Regions from separate parts of the Mus musculus genome. Here region 1 is linked to region 2. Evidence: chromatin contacts called from public Hi-C data. All regions are on one chromosome and are shown on one strand. Each heading gives the region's core, a stretch centred on a gene start, on an enhancer-like site or on the middle of the called end of the contact. The rest is flanking DNA. Distances are from core to core; before and after follow the strand shown.

What was found. Hi-C and Micro-C count contacts between places; a contact is called where the count stands out from the background.
Region 1: a Hi-C map of liver shows a contact between it and region 2, with 1.9 times the contacts expected there. The contact joins the promoter of Pipox here to the promoter of Myo18a in region 2. A contact is called at or near these places in 1 of 39 promoter capture datasets (liver), 5 of 484 Hi-C or Micro-C datasets (double positive thymocytes, embryonic stem cells, liver and 1 more), 2 of 115 datasets of contacts at active chromatin or transcription factors (embryonic stem cells and stem cell-derived neural progenitor cells) and 2 of 9 other capture datasets (adipose tissue and pancreatic islet).

What each region holds. Positions count from the first base shown.
Region 1 is chr11:77,891,505-77,897,997 of GRCm38.p6, reverse strand. Pipox (pipecolic acid oxidase) reads left to right here and starts at 4,126. Exons shown (of 8, transcript NM_008952.2): 1 at 4,126-4,331; 2 at 5,738-5,886. The coding sequence starts at 4,218. It overlaps Gm29979 (a long non-coding RNA gene), which reads right to left and starts at 1,028. Exons shown (of 4, transcript XR_388869.4): 1 at 453-1,028.
Region 2 is chr11:77,775,136-77,780,968 of GRCm38.p6, reverse strand. Myo18a (myosin XVIIIA) reads right to left here and starts at 3,734. Exons shown (of 41, transcript NM_001291213.1): 1 at 2,655-3,734. The coding sequence starts at 3,653.

The DNA.
Region 1 (6,493 bases), core at 2,877-5,376, 120 kb before region 2:
GGGAAATCAGGTGATCGGTGGAGCCTCTCTCCACTCAGCGTTACTAAGGTGCCAAGAACTCAGTGGGAAAGGGTCAGTAGTGGAGCTGTGGGCGCCAGCAGAGGTCAGAACGGAAGCTATCTTGCGTGCCAAGCTAAGGAGTTCAGATTTTTATCCTAATAGGAAAGGGCAGCTATGAAGAAAATTTTAACGAGGAGTAACCTGTCCACATTTGCCATTTAAAGGATGTCTTTAAATGGTGGGTAGATGACCTGACCTACGGGGATCAGGAATGAAGTTGGAAATCAACCTGAGACAGACCAGTGGGTCAGCGATGTGTATGCAAAGCCTGGTCTTTGCGTTCCCACAACCAGCATCCTCTTAAGCATTCAGGAACCCTGGCAGCCAGCAGCCCGCACCAGGCAGCAGGCAGGATCTGCCTTCAGGGTAGGGCTCATCCCCTGTTTGCCTACCTCCTTGCCCTAGGCTTCAGCTCCTTGGCCAAGTGAGGCAGGGAAGAAAACAGAGCAGAAGGCTCTCCCTCTGCACTCCTAGGTCTCTCTTATTTATTCCGCTTTCTCTCTCCACTCGGGTCCTCTCATTATTTCTGAGCTGTACAGCTTGCTGCTTCCCCGGCTCGCTTCTTCCACCCCTGTCTGCAAAGTGTCAATCAAGCCATCGGATGAGCAGCTCAGCCCTCACATCTTCGGCGCCTCTGCCCCAGGACATGAGCCACGGCTGCTGACACATACAAGCAGCAAGGTGTAGGGCTGTTGGCTTGCCCTTTAATATTCCTCCGATCCGGAATGGGTGTTAAAATGGAATTTGAGGGGATCGCTTCTCTCTGCCTGCCCCTGTCAGGACATCCACAAGGACAGGCAATCCTGATAGAAGGGGAAGCCTTTAGAAGCAGATTTGCTTTTCATTTCAAGGTTGGGCCGTGGCCAGTGTCGGCTTTCGGAGGAGCCGCCTTTTGAAATTCTTAACAAGAAGCAGAATGCTTGAGTTCAGGAATCCAGGGCAAGCTTGTGAAGTAGGGACGGGGAAATGGGATTGTCATTTTATCTCTGAAGGGATATTATATTAAACGGGGGGTGGGGGGAATACAGAGAGGCTTGGCAGCTTCCCCGCAGCGGCCATGGAGGACTGAACAATATCAGGCAGCAGGAAGGACTGAGATTAAAACAAAGAAAGAACTTCCCAGGTCCTGGATCCAGTAGCCAGGGAGAAGTGAAGCATTTGTTTCCCCTGGGGATTTCTCCTCCTTTTATAAATTGTGAATGGAGGCACCGTTTTCATAGAATACGGGAACTAATGAGAAGTAAGCTCAATGACCTCACCACCAATTTCTTCCTAGATCTTTGATCAGCATGCACAGAAGTCACGGTTGTAAGCAGTGTGTCATTTGTGTTCTGTGTCTCTGTATCAATTTCCTATCTGCGTTTCTACAAAGCAGGGAACTCATGCCTGCCATTTGGAATCAACATGTCAGCTATTTGCTTAGCTATTCCCCGATGTTGGATCGTTTCCATTATTTTTTAATATTATAAGAGCTCAGATATGCATGTCTTCATATAAAAGCCTTCTCCTCCCCCGAGGGAATAGTTCACCAAGTAGAATTTCTAGGTCAGAATATTTGAACTATTTTATCCTACTGTCCATGGCCCCAGAACGCTCCACGGGACCCTGTATGAATTGCAACTCGGACAACATAATAAGGTTGTATCATTTTTATTTTTGTTTATTTAATAGACACATAATAGTACCTTCGAGTTATTTAATTCCCTTCTCTTCGCCTGCTGGTGAGACTGGGCACACTTCCATGCAAGGATTTATTGCCTGCTTTTCCTTGCGTGCAAGCTGTTCATCTCCGCTGACATCTTATCACAAGAAATCCAGGGGCCGATCTTATATATTTCTATCAAGCCCTTACACACTCAGGGTACCATATTTTTCTTGGTTATATCTGCTATTATTTTACTGTAAGGGATCTGTCCAGCGATGAGGCAGATGTTATCCTGTCCTCTGTGGGGTTGGGGAGGAGGGAGGGGACAGAATGCAGTGACCTTTAGACTCTATTTTTTTTTTCCTCCCTCAGAAGGAAGGAAAAAAAATCCAGTCAAATGGCAGTCCTTCTTTGCGTTCCTATTTTACTAGGAAAGGAAAGACCAGGCAGAAGACAACTAGTTGCTAAGGCTAGTCTGGGGATTGTCTGTGGACGTGTTGCTGGGGATTCAGTCAGCCACTGTGCCCCCCCCCCCCATCATTGTTTTCTCTCTTCCACTGTATGGCCACCAGATACACAGCAAAATGTTAAAATCAGAATCACGACTATAAGTTCTCTCATTGTCACTATAGCATTGTAGTGAGAGGGAAGTGTCCCCGGGCTGGGCTTGTGACTCAGGTAACAGAGTTTCAGCCTAACATTCATTGGTAAAGCCCTGGGTTTGGTCCTCAGCACCATATTAAACCAACATGATGGTACGGGTCTATTTTCCCAGGAGGTAGGGGCAGAAAAATCAGAAGTTCAAGGTCACCTGTGGAGGCAAAGCAGGTTGGAGGCCAGTTAAGCGATACATGAGACCCTGTATCCAAAAAAAACGAAAGAAAATACTAACAAGAAGTAAGTTTTGGAGCAGATAGACCTGGGTTCACATCTTAGCCTCTTGGCACACCTAGAATGGGTCCTTGGGCAGATCCTGCCATCTTTGTCTGTTTAGTGGTGTGTTTATGATTATAAACAACCAACCTCAAAAGTTAGTGTCTAAAAACAAGCATTTTATTTTACTTCATAAAACTGGGGAATGCTGACACAGCTTGGCTGTTGGGTCACGTGCCATGGACTGGGTCAGGTCATGGGTGGTTAGTTTGTCTGGACACAAGGTCCAAAATGGCTTCTCTTCCTATGTGTGACTTTTCTCATCTCTCTCTCTCACAGAGTGGCTGGACTTCTAACATGTTGGTTCAGGGTCTAAGAACGAGTGCTTCAACACAAGAAGATGTCCAAAGGCTTGGGTCAGAAAGAGGGTAGCAGTCACTGTATTCTATTGGGCAAGCATGTAATGGGAAAACCGACAGAGAACTTGAGGCTATCTCTAATCTGCTCAAAAAAAATGAGGATAAAAATACACACACACACATACAAAAAAAAAAAAAAATCCTGAGAATTTAATGAGATAATGTATTCCGAGGCAGATTTACCAGGAAGCTAATAAAACTTCAACCATGGGGCTCTCTAATTGAGCGGTCTCTTCGAAGTCCTGCCATCTAGTTTTGCATGACTAATTTTTTCTTTTTTTTTTTTTTTTCTCTTTTATTTTTAGTGCTGGGTGCTAAACCCAGGACCCCGAACATGCCAAACACAAAAGTCTACCGCTGAGCTAAGCCTCCAGGCCCCTTTCCCCTTTTATCTTAAAATGGACCCCCAAAGTGTATAAGAATCAGGACCTGCCAACCCTGGCTCTGTCCCCAGTGCCTGTAACAATCCCCATTGAGCCTGCTGCCTGGCACAGAAGGCTTCTCTGCACATGGCCCCTGTGTGTGCTGGCTGGTGCCTGGTTCCCCGTGTGCCTGAGGACAAGGTTCTTCCTCGCACTGTCCTTTCCTGGATTTTTTTTTTTCCTCTTCAGGATCATTTATTGTCCTTTTTTCAACATGAAAGTAAAACACACTGAGAATGATTTCATAATCACAAAACTGCCCTCCCAGTTGGCCCCTGCATCTACCCCCTGACCTCGCCACCCACCAGGGAGGAGGGCCATACCCTGGGCATCCTGCCAAGTTCTTGGCTGGCCGGGTAGCTCTCTGGAGGAAATCAAGCTGCAGAGAGGGAAGCCAGCAGGGGGAGGCAGCATTCCCGGGGCCCAGCTTGGTCTGGGAGGCATTGAAATTCCGGGCAAAGTCCTGAGACAAAGATCATAATGAGACAGGAAGGTGGCATGGGAAGGCGCCATTTGCATGACAATAATTGAGCCAAGAATAGCAAACTGGAGGGATGCAAGGGTGAGGCTAGCAGCTGAGCTGGGCGAAACCTCACAAATCAGTCCACCCAGCTCTGCTCTGCAGGGGGAGGCGGAGGCTGAGCCCTGTGCCAGGCTTTTTGGGGAGGGAAAGAAAGACAAGGACATGAGCCCCAAGGGATTGTGGGAACTCTAGTTTAGCTGGACTTTGCCTCCCTCCTCCCCCTGTAGCCTGGAGGTGCCTTTGTTTGCCTTCTCTTCAGTGGGCTTTGTGGCATCATGGCTGCTCAGACAGATTTCTGGGATGCTATTGTGATTGGAGCAGGCATCCAGGGCTGCTTTACCGCGTACCACCTGGCCAAACACTCCAAGAGCGTCCTCCTGCTGGAGCAGGTACACTGTGCCTTCTGCCCTTCTGCTATATAAGACTGTCCCCTCTTCTTTCCTCTCCTAGGGAGGGCTTTCCAGAATTTTTGGGCTATAAGTGAAGCCAAACGGTCAGACATCAGGAATTCTGTGCACTTCGTAGCTTCGTAGCCACTTCACGTGGATCTTGACAATGCAAAGAAAATTCCCACCCTTAAGTCCACGTGAGGTTTCTTGGTATACTCTTTTAAGTCTCTTAGTTCTTGCCCCGGATCAAGAAGTGTCCCACTTCTTTTCATTCTTGCAACCCTGTCTTGTCTTTGCCCACATGGTTGATACAACCAGAAAAAGAATCAATTCTGCTCTGGGTAACCTTAAATAAAGACAGTTTTGCCTAGAGGCAAAGGCTGATGTACCAGCTTTGGAGAAAGCTGCGTTTTCTCAGCTGCTCCTTCCAGAACCTAGCAGGAGCTGCTGTTGAATTCTTCCACCTTTGGGTAACAGCGACCTCCTCACTTGATGCCCGGGAACTAAGACACAGGTCGTCTTTCCTTAAAGGAAAAGTGATCACATGACTGCTTCAAATGAGGGTGGCACTGGGACCCTGCAGGGCCCCTCAGGGGTGGGGCCTATGCAATCTGTCAAGTTGAGTTTTCTACCCCTGTGGCTTCTTCCTTTCCATTCTGCCTTGCAGCTCTCTGAGCAGGTTACCACATCCTGGGAATTGTCTTCAGTTCCTCTGTTTTCCCAAAGCCCAAGGGATTTCTGTTACAACCTGCAGGAAAACCTCCATTTTGCTTCACCCCGCACCCCCCTAATCCTAAGATTGCTCCCTTATCCTGGGTACCTGAAGGCTCAGTGAGATGACATCCTTTTCCTGATCCGGAAAACCATGGGGCTCGATTTGCATAATCTGGAAGGTTTTCTGACTCTGCTTTTCTAGGCATCTAAGCAGGGTGTGAATTCAGTGGGATAATAGAAGGTTATTAACAAATGGATGGGTGGCTGCCAGGGCTATTTACAAAAGGAAAAATTTAGTCAGTGCTGAGGTACTATTGCTAACCAGAATGCCTGGCCAATCAGTGGGCCTCAAGGAGACCTGGAAGTATGGAAATATTTGAAAATATCTAGGCCTGGCGATGAGCACCTGAAAATCCCAGTTGCTCAGGAGACCAATGTAGGGGGATTGCAAGCTTAAGGCCTGCCTGGGCTACATAACATGACAGTGACTCAAATAAGAAATAAAAAGAGGTCTAGGGCAATAGATAGCTCATCTGCAGGGCACCTACTTGCCTCCTTTGTGCAAGGCCAGAGGTCTAGGCCCCAGGATTAGAAAGGAACCATTTGAAGCCTAAGATGGCTCCTAAAGAACAAAGGGAAGGCTGAGCCAAAGGGCAGTGACTTCCATTGTCTTTCTTGTCTTTCTTGTCAAGTTCTTTCTTCCCCATTCCCGAGGAAGCTCACATGGACAGAGCCGCATAATCAGAAAGGCTTATCCAGAGGACTTCTACACGATGATGATGAAGGAATGTTATCAGACATGGGCCCAGCTGGAGCGTGAAGCCGGAACCCAGTTACACAGGTGGGCGAGGGAGGAAGACCAGGAACACAGGGGACCCATCCCTCCAGGTGCTTTGAATGTGTGATGCTGTAAGGTGTGAACTTGAAATGCAACTGGAGGGACACAAGCCCAGGAGGGAGGTGCCAGTCATGTGGAGGCCTTCTGCTCACTGTCACAGATGCTGCTGGCCTCTGTACCTTTGAGTTCCAGGCCTGGTTAGATCCTGTGACCAAGGCTCTTACAGGTTGTTTTCTGAAAACTTAGAGGATGACCATGGACAGGTATCTAGAGCAGGCCTGCGCAAAGCCTTCCAGAGCCATCTTATAGGGCCTGCGTCAAAATCTATATAATTTTTTTGTTTTTTGTTTTTTGTTTTTTGAGATGGTTTCTCTGTGTAGCCCCGGCTGTCCTGGAACTCACTCTGTAGACCAGGCTGGCCTCGAACTCAGAAATCTGCCTGCCTCTGCCTCCCAAGTGCTGGGATTAAAGGCGTTAGCCACCACCGCCCGGCTAAAATCTATATTCTAACTCATGTCCTAACTTAAAAAATAGTATGTATAATGTATGTGTATGGATGTTTTGCCTACATACTTATATGTGCAACTACATATGTGCCTGGTGCCCAGAA
Region 2 (5,833 bases), core at 2,485-4,984:
TTCAGAAGTCATACGGGTGGGTTTCCTACGGTGCCCTCTGTCAGATCTGTTAGGCTTAAGTCTGGGGAAGAAGTCCTCTGGGCATCAACTGGGCTGGTCCAATGAGTGGGGAGGTAGAACAAGCCAGGACTTTAGGGACACCAGCTGCAAGGTGGATGCTACCGCATCTCCAAGCTAAAGCATCCTCTTCCCTGGGGAGGGGGCGGCAGCAGCAGCTGGGAAGGTAAAGGGCCCGGGAAATGTGAGATGCCAGGACAGTCCCTGAGCTATAAACAGTAAACACAGTAGCATCTGGGATGCCAGGCTCTGGGGCCCCAGAGGCATGGCTGTGGCTCGGCAGGGAGCTGGCAACAATGCCCCAGGGGGGGTTGTGTTTGAGAAGAAAATTCCACCTGTTAAAGGCAGTATCAGCAGAGGGAAAAAGAGACAAGTGTAGTAGAATACCATGACCTAGGTTCTGAGATAAAAGTATTTCCCTTGCACATCTTCCTTTAAATATGGTTCCTTGAGTTCAGCCTAGCTAGGCAGCTAACAGAGAGGAGATGTTCAATGTGTCTGTCTCTCTCCTCTTTTTTTTTTTTTTTCTTTTTTTGTTTGTTTGTTTTTGTTTGCTTGCTTATTTGTTAATTTGGAGACAGGGTCTCTCTACATAGTCCTACCTGTCTTAAAACTCATTGTGTAGACCCAGCTGGCCTCAAACTCATAGAAACCCACCTGCTTGTCTCCTGAGTGCTGGGATTACATATATATACCACCACACACAGCCTTTTTCTGCTTTTTTTAAAAAAGATTTATTTATCTTATTTTTATGTGTATGAACATTTTGCCTGCACGTACATATATGCGACTTAGAATTCCTGGTACCCCAGAAAGTCAGAAAAAGGCTTCATATCCCCTGGATCTAAAGTTATGTTTGGTTGGAAGCCACCATACAGGTTCAGGGAACCAAACCTGGGTGTTCATCAAGAGCAACAAGTGCTTTTAACTGCTAAACCATCTCTCTAGCCTCCTCTTGTTCTTCTTATTTATTAATATTAGTGTGTGTGTGTGTGTGTGTGTGTGTGTGTGTGTGTGTGTGTGTAAGCACACAGAGGTCAGAGGACAATTTTTAGAAGTTGGTTCTCTCATTCTCTGGGATCCAGATACCAAACTTAAGACTGATAAGCTTGCATGGTAAGTGAATTCCCCATTACCTGATGAGCCATCTCTCTGGCCCTCAGTGTATACCTCTAAAATGAATAAGTCCAGGTCCCTCTCTGGATTCTATAGAAGCATTATCCTACCCACTAACCTCCCTCTGCAAAGCTGCCTAAACCCAACCAGTTCCACTACAGGAAGGCCTGGAACACAAGTCCAGTGTGTCTGCCTAGGTCTGACCTGCCTCTCTTAGCCTCCTCTGGACCCAGTAGACTTCGAGACTGGGTCATCACCCTGAGCATCCTCATCACCCCAAGCATCCTACTCCCCCTCACTGGGAGCTGGGCTCTGCCTGCTTCCTCCCCACTTCCTCCCCTTTCCAACTTTATCACATCTGGCTAATCACTTAGTGCTGAAAGGTCCCAGGCAAGTCACTCATTGCTCAGGCTGCAGGACATAGATCTGGACAATGCTAAAACACACAGCTGGACAAGAACAATGACTGAAGGCCACCTAGTCTGTCATACACCATGTCCACACAGGACATTCAAAATTCTTTTACTCTCCCTGCACCAAAAGATTACCAAGGTTATAAGACTTGGTGTTCCACGGAGACCTAACCATGCATTTGATTTGAGTGCTCTCCTGCCTCCCACTGGAGTTCATGGCGATCACAACTAGTGGATCTCACAGACAGTCAGACTGCAGACTGTCTTTGTAGTGTAGATAAACCTAAACCACAACCATTGTTTATAAGTTCTTTATGCCCTGACTCCTAGTATCTTGCTCACTCGGGGTGAGAGGACATCTCACCTAGAACTATAACCATGGCAGCTAGACATCCCAGATAGCCATGATTTTAGGTCATTTGCCATATTGTTTTCACCCCTGAAATCTAAACAACATGGGCTTCCTATACTCACAGCTTCTCAGATCTCAAAGTGGCACCTGTTAACCTACATCTCCAATTGAGGGCTCAACAAATATAGTACCCAAGCCTCTAAGCTATAAGCTATGATGAAACTTGAACACTTTCTCACCAACTACCCACTGGCATCTCTCTCTCTCTCTCTCTCTCTCTCTCACACACACACACACACACACACACACACACACACCCTGCCCCCGATAGTACCAGGCCAAAGCTGATCTTAACCCAATGCCCTTGAAAACTCACAAGGTTTACTTCAATCACTTCAATCCAAAAGGGCATTGAAGGGAACCTCAGACCCGGATGTCCAGCTGAATTGCTAAGGACTTTCTCCCAGTGAACTTTTGGGGGGTTTCCTTCAGCTTCTTGACAAGGCACAGAAGAAGCAAAGGTGTTTAATGAGTTTCCAGAGGGGCACCCTCTCCTGGACTGGCTTCTCCCTATTGGCCCAGCTCCCCATTTCCACACTCGCTAAGATCTGCTCACAGTTCCTGGGTACCCTCAAGCACCCATTTAAGTACACTACCGAGAGATGCTCACATACACAAACTCTTTGCTCACCCCTGATACCCAGGGAAGCACTCACATCAGCCGGCTCCCTGCGGTGTCCCTCGCCAGTCCGAAGCCAGCTCCGGCTCAGCTCGCTAAGCTCTGGGATGGGCTGTACCTTGAGCCGCACACTGTCCCCAGACTGCCGGATCATCTCCACAATTTCATCCCTGGATTTATTCTCCACATTCTGTCCATTAATCTCCACCAGTCGATCTCCTGGTACCAGCCCCAAGGCCAGGTCCTTGGTGCCTGCCCCTGGCTCAGCAAAGTGAACCACCCGTCGATAAGCCTGACCCTCAGGGGCCCGATCCAGCATGGTTGTGCGCCGCAGTGAGAAGCCAAAGTCTCCTGTGGGTCTTCGTTGTAACTCCAGCTCCCGGAGAGCAGGAGGTGGTGGTGGCACCAGAGCGGGAAGACGTAGATCAGCTGGGAATCTTTTAGTCACCAGCTCAGGGACTCGAGACCGTGGTCCTGGTCGAGGAATGCCTAGCCCAGGATGCTGCATTAGCTGTCCCTCAAGCGTCCGCACCTCTACCTGAGGTGATGGGGCTGCAGAGTGCTCTGAGGGGGTTGAGGTCTCCGAGGCACTCTCATCCCGGCTCCGTTGAGAGAAGGAAAAACGTTTGACAATCATCTGAGAGTTCTGCTTGGCCAGTGAACCGAACTTGGCTGCCCGCTGCAGCACAGAGCCCCGGAAGCTGCCTTCTTCACCCTTGAGGTCATCACTGGAGCTGGCTGTGCTTAGGTGTCCTGAGTCCAGGATGATGCTACCCCGATTGCTGTCAGAGTCAATGTCCGTCAGGTGCAGGTCAGAGCCACTGGCCACCTTGATAGGGATGGGGTTGGAGATTTCCAGGCGCGTCTTAGATTCCCGCTTGGAGGACCGGTTCAAGTTGAAAAAGCCACGGCGCATGCTCATCTCTTCCAGGCTCCGCAGTTCTGCCGCAGACATCCTCTCCTTCTTCTCCTTTTTTTCCTTCTTCTCCTTCCGCCCGCCATCTTTGTCCTTATCTTTCTTCATGAGGTTAAACATGGTGGGTGTGCTGTTTTTAGGGGTTGTATCCCCAGCTGACTATGAGTGCTTAACACAGGGTCTTTGGACCCCACCTTGTAGCTGCAAGTAGAAACAGAGAAAAGAAATTCAGGGTTTTTTTCCAGTTCAGACAGAGGCAGCGGATACTGATAAACCAGTCACCCCTTGTGGAGTGCTACTGATGTACCAGGCAACCTGATTTACATAATTTTTTCTAATTTCACTTCACCCTTTAGACCAAAGCATAGGTGTGCCTGGAGAGACTTGACTTACAGAAAACACAAATTGCAACCTGGAACATAAACGGAAATGGAACACAAAAGGAAACGGAAGGGGCTCTGCAGCATCACCTCCCCACAGGCAGTCCACTGAAGCGATGGGCATCCCACGTGACTGCCCCCCCATGGTATCCCCAGAGCCGCAGCCTTAGCCCCTGCCTCAAAGACCTTGGAGGGTCCAACTTTTTAAAACAATATTCATTTGTATGAGAGTTTTGCCTGTCTGTATGTGCATCACATGGACATCCATGTGGACGCTGGGAGCTGAATCCTGCTCTGGAAGAGTAACAGGTGCTCTTAACCACAGAGCCATCTTTCTAGCACCTGGGATTAGCATTTATATGACGTGTGTTTGTTTGTTTGTTTGTTTGTTTGTTTGTTTGTTTTTCCAGACAGGGTTTCTCTGTGTAGCCCTGGCTGTCCTGGAACTCACTCTGTAGACCAGGCTGGCCTCGAACTCAGAAATCCACCTGCCTCTGCCTCCCAAGTTCTGAGATTAAAGAGATGCACCACCACTGCCCGGCTTTACGATGTGTCTTATCGGGAGCTTCACACATACCCCTTCCTATTCAGTCCTCACAGGTGAGAAAAATGGCTCTTGGGAAATTAAGGATGTGTTAGGGGCTAGTCATCAAATGAGTGGCTGTGCTGCTGTGTCCCATCTGATGCCCTGGGTGCCCAAAGTAAATCGGGAAGGGAAGGAAGAGGAAGTCCAGACTGCACACAGGACAGACAGTTGCGAGGTGGGGGTGGCGTGGGGTCGGCTAGATAAACAGGATCCTGAAAAACTCACATCCTTTTCCCCAGACCAATGCCTAAATATAGCCTAGGGAAGAAAGTTGTGGCCGCCTGAGAGAGAAGGCCGGATCCAGGATGTGAGAGCACCTAGGGCCCTAACCTACCCCCATTCTCATGCATACCCGATTAGGGGCAGGAGTAAGAAAAACCTGGTTGGGAGGGGGAGGGGGGAAGCCCCAGAGGGCCTTTCTTGTTCTAACCAGCAGGGAACACAAAATAAAAGTAGGCCACACCGTCTAATTAGAAATTAAGTGTAATTTCTCTCTCTCCATGAATGCCTCCCCTCTGAATTCCAGACAGAGGGTCTCTGAGCTTATTCCCTCCAGCAATGGCCTATTGCCAGGCCCTGGCTAGGCATTTCCTCTCTCCCCAACCCCCAAAGCAAGGCAAGGCCCTCCACTATCCCCTTTCCACTGAGGGACAAGCTCCCACCAGCCAAGGTTCAACGCCCAGGCAGGCAGTGAGACCAGGAACTCCCAAGCTAATTGCTCACAAGTTTGATTCTGTATAATCACACATGGCAACCCACAGACATCTGGAACTCCACTTCCAGGAGACCCAATGTCCACTTCTGGCCTCATGGGCACCAGGCACATTTGTGGCCCAAACACATACATGTAAGCAAAATGCCCACACACATAAAATAAATAAATAAATAACAATTAAAAAGAAAGAAATTGCCAGGCAGTGGTGGCGCACGCCTTTGATCCCAGCACTTGGGAGGCAGAGGCAGGCGGATTTCTGAGTTTGAGGCCAGCCTGGTCTACAGAGTGAGTTCCAGGACAGCCAGGGCTACACAGAGAAACCCTGTCTCAAAAAGACAGACAGACAGACAGACAGACAGACAGACAGACAGACAGAAAGAAAGAAAGAAAGAAAGAAAGAAAGAAAGAAAGAAAGAAATTGGTGAATTTGGGCAGGGTGACACATACCTACAATTCTAAGTACTTGGAAGGCTGAGACAGGATCTTAAATTTAAGGCAAATTTGGCCAGTAACTAGAAACTTTGTTTAAAAAACAAACTAGATAAACTTAAGTTCCATTTACGGGCTGGCGAGATGGCTCAGTGGTTAAGAGCGCCGATTGCTCTTCCGAAGGTCCCGA